Linked DNA regions of Macaca mulatta: region 1 is linked to region 2. The links are chromatin contacts, called in public Hi-C maps. All regions are on one chromosome and are shown on one strand. The core of a region is the stretch at or near the end of the contact, and the rest is flanking DNA. Distances in the headings are between cores, read along the strand shown. Region 1 holds the start of CASTOR1 (cytosolic arginine sensor for mTORC1 subunit 1). Region 2 holds the start of MTFP1 (mitochondrial fission process 1).

Region 1 (3,214 bases), core at 587-3,086, 140 kb before region 2:
CCCCCCAGTTCTGCTCCTGAAGTCCCTATGTGTGCAAAGACTGAGAAAGGCTTCAAGTGCTGGCCTGGTGGCATTGAAACTTCCCACTTAAGATCAGAGGTTCAGATTCAGACAGACCTAGGTTCAAATCCCAGCTTTGTTAATTTGTCTTGTGACCTGGGGCAGATGATTTGAGTCTCAGTTTCCTCATCTGTAAAATGGGACGACAATATGTACCTCACTACCGTGTCTTCCGTGGGTTAGCAGAAGCTTTATACCACAGGGCACCACCAGGGGGCATTCGCAGATCAGGTTGGCTGGGGGACTGCCTTTTCCCCTTTTGCAGACCCAGACTTCCCTGAAGTAAAAACAGGGAAACTAAGGCCTGCATTGGAGCAGGGGGACAGGCCAAGCTCCAGCTAGCTCGCCTGAGACTCCAAGCCTGTGAGGATGGGCCGGGCCAGCAGCAGAAGGAGGAGCTAGGCGTCAGCTCCAGGGCCCAGGGAGGGCCCAGGCCGGCGTCCAGTCCTGAGCAGGGGCCAGGGCCTGGGTGGCTGCTATTCACCCCAGCACAGCCAGGAGGCCTCCAGGACCCTCCCCTGAGATGGCTGCCTACTCCTGCATTCCTTCCCTCGGACTCCTGGAGTTCCCAGACCAGCAGGGGAGGAGGTGACCCAAACCAGGGAGATAAGACCAGGAGGAAATCATACCCAGGGACTTCTAACAGCAGCACTTGCCTGGAATCATAACAGAGGCCCTCCTGCAGGCCTAAGACTGCTGAGTGCCCTTCAGCGGTTTTGAGTTTATAAAGCCCTCATGGGACCCTGTTTTTCAGAACCAGAACTATACCCATTTTACATAAGAGAAAACAGCTCAGAGAGGGGAAGTGATTTGCTCAAGGGCACACAGCCAAGGAGTGGTGGAGTAGGATTCGAACCCTGACATATCTGCTTTTAAGGCTTAAGGTCGTGGGATGGATCCCAGCAACTGGTGAGAACCCTACAGAAGGGGAGCGCGACAAGCCCCTCCCGTACTCCCGTTCCCCAGACCAGCCCCCACCTTTAAAGCCCTCCTCATCCACCATAAGTGTGTAATCCTCAGGGGTCTCCGTCAGGCTGAAGAACTTGCACCTGGTTGGGAGTGGGGAGCATCTTCAGTTTGGTGTGGAGAACTGGGGATTGCGAGTGGATGTCTCTCCATCTGCCCCAGACACCTCCGCGACCCCGGGCCAGCGCCTTCCTGCCCCCTCGGCCTTTAATTTCCAGGGCAATGGGATGTTAGGCCCATCTCCGGGGTTGGGGGCTACTTTCCGGCCTCCCGACCTCTCCAGGAGCCTTCCACCCCTCCACTCCTGGATGGAGGAGAGGTTCACACCCGCGGCGACAGCCTTAGGGGCGTCGGACCTTGGACCCCCTAGTCCAGCCCCTCTGACCTGAAGGGAGGTGTCCTGGAAGGAGCTCCCCGGAGTGATCAGGTAGGAATGCCCACATTTGACACCACTGAGTTAAGCATTGCGCATCCCAGGCTGTTTGCGCTTTGCCCCTCGGAGGGGGCCTCACGGGGCCGCATAGGCTGTGGTCCCCCAGGCCGGATGGCGGCCGGAGCGGGAGAGCCCTCCCCACCCGCTCCCGCCCGCCTGCCTGCCTGCCTTACGGCGATCCTAATCCTCCGACCCTGGCCCGGAGCGACAGCAGAGCCCCCAGACCCCATCTGCGCTCCCGAACCCGGGCGCGCACCGGCTGCGGTGGGGCAGGAAGAGCAGCTTGATGAGCGGGTGGGTGTAGAGCCAGAGACCCGGACGGGCGACGCTCAGCACCCGCACCCGGTGTTCTAGGATGTGCAGCTCCATCGCGGCTCGCGCGGACCCGACCCCACCGCGAACTAGACCCAGGCCGCGCGGGAGGCGGGGCGGCGGGGGTGGTGCCCGAGCCTTAAAGGAGCCGCTGCGCGGCCGAGTCCACGCCGTCCGCTACGCGGCTGACCCGCCCAGCCAGGCGCGGCGTCCAGCTCTTTGACGGCCACGCCCCGCGGGAAGAGAAGCCTATTGGGTGGTCACGCCTCCTCCTAATACCAGAACCGCTTTCCAGCACACCGAGACCGCCCCGAACGCCTCCGCTTTTTTTAGCACTGGCTCGGGGATAGACCCCACCCCGTCTGACTCCTCCAGGTCCCGCCCATGACGCGCCCCCTCCCTGGGCTCCGCCCTTCCCGCGGAACGCCAGCTGCGCAGCGGGTGGGAGCATCCAGGAGGCTAGGGGACGTTTCTGTCCTTCTGGCACACACGTGGGTTTTATGATTGAGGTCCTTAAGACAGAAGGACCACGAAACGAACTGGAGCTCGACTGGGACCAGAACGCTGCCCCAAACCCCTGGAGCGATGAGAGGCATAGGTCGGCTTTGCAGCGCCGCCGGGCACCTTTCCCTCTCCTGCCTGTGGTGGCTGCAGGGGGCAGGGCCGCCAGCACAAGATTGCGATTGATACCTACCCTTCCCCGCTTGCGAGGGGGCTGACAAGTTGAAACCTGGCCTGGTAGCCCCACTTGTTCCTCTCATCCAACTTTCAAAATAGAAGGCACCCCGCCAGGGACACACAGAGATAGAATTCTAGCCACCTCTGCCTGAGCGACATACTTTGGGTTAGGGGGCTGGAGGTGGCCAAGGCCTAAGACTTGAGGTCCCTCGATACAAACAAAACCCAAAAGTGCTTGAGCCAGTGATGCCCAGTGCTCAAACTTTGGTGGGGGAGGCCCATGCACCTGAGGTTCAGTGAGTACTCAGACCTCAAGCCTGAAACTTGAGCCCCAAAGCCTGCAGCCATTAACTGGCCTGTGCACATCTAAACTTGCTTCAGGTTCAAGGAGGCCCCCAGCACTGGCAGACACCCCAGATCTTATCAGGCCCCCACAGGTCTAAGAAGACCCCAAGGCTGAGCAGGCATCAGCATGTCCATGTTGGCTCCATGCAGGGCCGATAATGCTCCAGGGGACCCTTGTCTGCCGGGAGCACCCTGAGGCCTCAGATGTAAGGCTTTGAACCAAGTAGATTAAAGCAGGCCTCAGGCCTGATTGGGACCCAGCAGGCCTGAGCAGGCCCTCTGCCTGCTCTGGAGCCCCCACCACAGGCAGATGGAAGCCAAGCTAAGCCTCCTCCCTGGACTCTCGGGCTTGACACATTCCTGTGGGACACTGTGTAGCCACCACATCCTGGCCTATCCCCTGGAGGACTAGGGGAAGGA
Region 2 (3,193 bases), core at 403-2,902:
CTTTCTCAAGGGGCCACGTCCAGCTTGCCTTTTGATTGGCCCAGTTGGTGGGGTGTCTTCCGCCATCTTTGATCAGGGCACTAAGAATGCTCCTGATCGTCTTCACAATGAGGGCGGAGGCCCCGCCCCGCCAGCTGCTCAGTACGTGCCGCGTAGCCCGTGCGAGCCAAGTGTGAGTCGGGGCGAGCGCCTGCGGGGCTAGCAGTGGGCCGAGAGTGAGAGGGCGGCGGAGGAGCAGCGATCACGTGGTTTTAGGGACTGTCTAATAATTCCACGCCAGCATTGCCGGTGTTTCAAGGGGCTGGGGACCGCTGAGTTCGCCACCAACTTTTCTCCGACGAACTACCCTCCCCAACCTACAAGCCCAGTTCCGCTTGAGGTAACTGCTGACGAGACTGTCCTATACAGCCCTACAAGACAGAGGCGCCTGGGGCTGAAAGCGGGGGGCCACAATAGGGAGCCAGTGTTATTCATTTTCCCTACCTTTGATGAAAATAAGAACTAATTCTTAATGAGGCCTACTGGGTATCACGCAATACCCGGTAACCCTGTGCTTACTATTATACTTTGGTTTGTTGCAAAGATTAAAGGAAATAAGCCGTGCAAAGCGCTTAAGAGCTTGGTATAAGTAAGTGCTCGTCGATGTTGGCTACTCTTATTTTTTGCAGACGTGGGAACTGGGGCTCAGGGAGGCTAACAGCCAGTAGGCGGCACAGCTAGGATTTGAACCCAGGATTTTCTCCAACGCCGCTCAATTATACCCGCCAAGGAGTCACAGAGACTTAGTGAAATATACACATTGCTCACCTGGGTAAACTGAGGTCCACCAGGGGAAGGCTTCCTCCTGTTGTAATCACTAACCCCAACTCTGTCTCCCTTGCCCGATTCATTCATTTGTTCATTCGTTCAACACCCTGTCCCCAGGAGGCTCAGTCTGGGGACATACTGATCCAGTTAGATGCGAGTGCTTCCTAGTTATACATGGCGCCTGCTGAGAAGGCACTTCAGAGTCCAGGCACCCACCTTCCAGGCGCTTACGGTTCACTCCTCTAGCCTCATTTAGAGCTCACATTAAGAGCACGGGATCTGGATCCATACTGTTTGGATTCAAATCCCAATTTCACCACTTGGCAGCTGTGTGTTCTGGGAAAATGACCCACCTTCTCTGTGCCTCCATTTTCTCACCTGTAAAACGGAGTCCCAGGCTGGTGGGAGGGTTTAAGGTGTAAGCCATGGAGAGCCCTTTAGCGAACATCCAGACTGGCAATAAACTCAATAAATGGTGACTTATAATTAATTCCTCGGAAGCATCCTAGGGAGTGGACACTATTGTGTTCCCCATTTTAAATATTACTTTTTTTTTTTTTTTTAAGTAGAGACGAGGTCTCGCTATGTTGTCCAGGCTGTTCTTGAACCCTTGGATTCAAGCGATCTTCCCGCCTCCGGCCTCCCAAAGTGCTGGGATCACAGACGTGAGCCAACGGGCCCAGTCTGTGTCCCTCCCTCGTTTTTACAAATGAATAAAGAGCGGCTGGAGAAGCAGACTCTTGCCCGAGGTCACCAGCTTTGCAGTGTAGCATCCCCCGATTTGATCTCCTGTCTCTTTGGCTCCAAAACCTACACTCAGTCCTGGGGGCGGTTAGCGGCAACCGCTCAGAGAAAGCGTGACGAAAACCAATCTGTAAAACCCTAGCCTGGGAGAGGGGCTTCGGTGCGCGGGGGAATTTGCAGACGCTCCCTGCTGGCGGAGATTTCTTGAACTGTCCTTCGGCGCGGGACTTTCGGCGGGTCCCGGCCGGGCCGACCAGAGTGCCTGCGGCGGAGACTGCAGTGGAGCCAGTACAGGCTACAGTGGCCTAGGCTGTGGCGGGAGAGTCATGTCAGAGCCGCAGCCGCGGGGCGCAGAGCGCGATCTCTACCGGGACACGTGGGTGCGATACCTGGGTGAGCGCGGGGCGACTGGCGCGGCGACCCCACCACCACTGGACTGGGGAAGCAGGGGTCGCCGGACGCCGGCCCGGGGCCTAGAGGAGGCGGGAGGTTCTTAGTTCTCATTCTGCTTTTGGGCCGGAGACTGGGCTCAGATAGGGCTAGGGACTTGCCCAAGGTCACACTACCCTGGTGGGCCGCCCAGGGCGGAAGCTCGCATGAGGTGAGCGGGCTGCCAGCTCTGGCATGCGCTCTGGCTGGCTGTGGAGTTGAGATCTCCACGCCCATTTAGGTCCTGACACGCACTGATTCTGTCTGAACCTCAGTTTCCTCCTCGGCAAAAAACAAAAAACAAAACCAAAAACAAACCAGATGCACACGAGGGCCTCTGTCATTGAGTGGTGGTTGCGAGGGTGGAATGGGATAAAGCGCAGAAAGGCCTGGCACTTGGCGAGCGTCCAGTCAGTGGCGCTGCCCTCGATCACTGTGCCCCTCTGGGTGCCTGTCACCTCATTAGCGCAGTTACTCCTGGGACCAAGACCAGGAAATCTAACCAACAAGCAATGGTAATGGTGACTCTGTGCTCAGCCCGCCCTCAGTGGCCTGAGTCCGAGGTGGGCATCATAGCACCAGTTTACATCTTGGAAAGGCAGGCTCAGAGAGGTAAAGTCACTTGCCTAAGGTCACCCAGGGACTGCTTAGCTGGCTAGGATGAGAACCAGCCTGCTCCAGCGCCCCCTTGTGGAACAGTTCGTGAACCCAGGAATTAAATGTTCCCTCCCCCAGGCTATGCCAATGAGGTGGGCGAGGCTTTCCGCTCTCTTGTGCCAGCGGCGGTGGTGTGGCTGAGCTATGGCGTGGCCAGCTCCTACGTGCTGGCGGATGCCATTGACAAAGGCAAGAAGGCTGGAGAGGTGAGTGTTAGCCTATTTTCCAACTCCCCACCCCAGCTCTCTTCCTGTGTGGTTCAGTCCGCAGCCTTGCATGTGATAAAGTCCCTGTGGGACACTCCGGTGCCTACAACCTTGCCTAGTGCAGTCCACAGACAGTCCTGTTTGTAGGACAGTGTACCCCCGCCCCCACACTCTCACTCCCAGACCTGGATGTGGCAGACTGTACCCCACTCCTGGGTGTGGACAAGTCCACTGGCCACTTGCCCCCCCCCCAGGTCTAGCCTCATGCCCCTTGTTGCAAGATTTCCTGCCTCTGCCCCAGCTGGATTAAGTGTCTCTACGCCCACCAGGTACCGAGCCCCGAAGCAGGC

The links. A called contact is a pair of places that touch in the nucleus more often than the background predicts.
Region 1: a contact with region 2 is called in a Hi-C map of liver, with 2.3 times the contacts expected there. The contact joins the promoter of CASTOR1 here to the promoter of MTFP1 in region 2. A contact is called at or near these places in 2 of 14 Hi-C or Micro-C datasets (cortical neurons and liver).

What each region holds. Positions count from the first base shown.
Region 1 is chr10:21,255,067-21,258,280 of T2T-MMU8v2.0, reverse strand. CASTOR1 (cytosolic arginine sensor for mTORC1 subunit 1) reads right to left here and starts at 1,836. Exons shown (of 9, transcript XR_013399347.1): 1 at 1,716-1,836; 2 at 1,039-1,109.
Region 2 is chr10:21,119,255-21,122,447 of T2T-MMU8v2.0, reverse strand. MTFP1 (mitochondrial fission process 1) reads left to right here and starts at 1,652. Exons shown (of 4, transcript XM_015150151.3): 1 at 1,652-1,944; 2 at 2,716-2,843; 3 at 3,173-3,193. The coding sequence starts at 1,878. It overlaps SEC14L2 (SEC14 like lipid binding 2), which reads left to right. Exons shown (of 10, transcript XM_077950072.1): 10 at 1-607.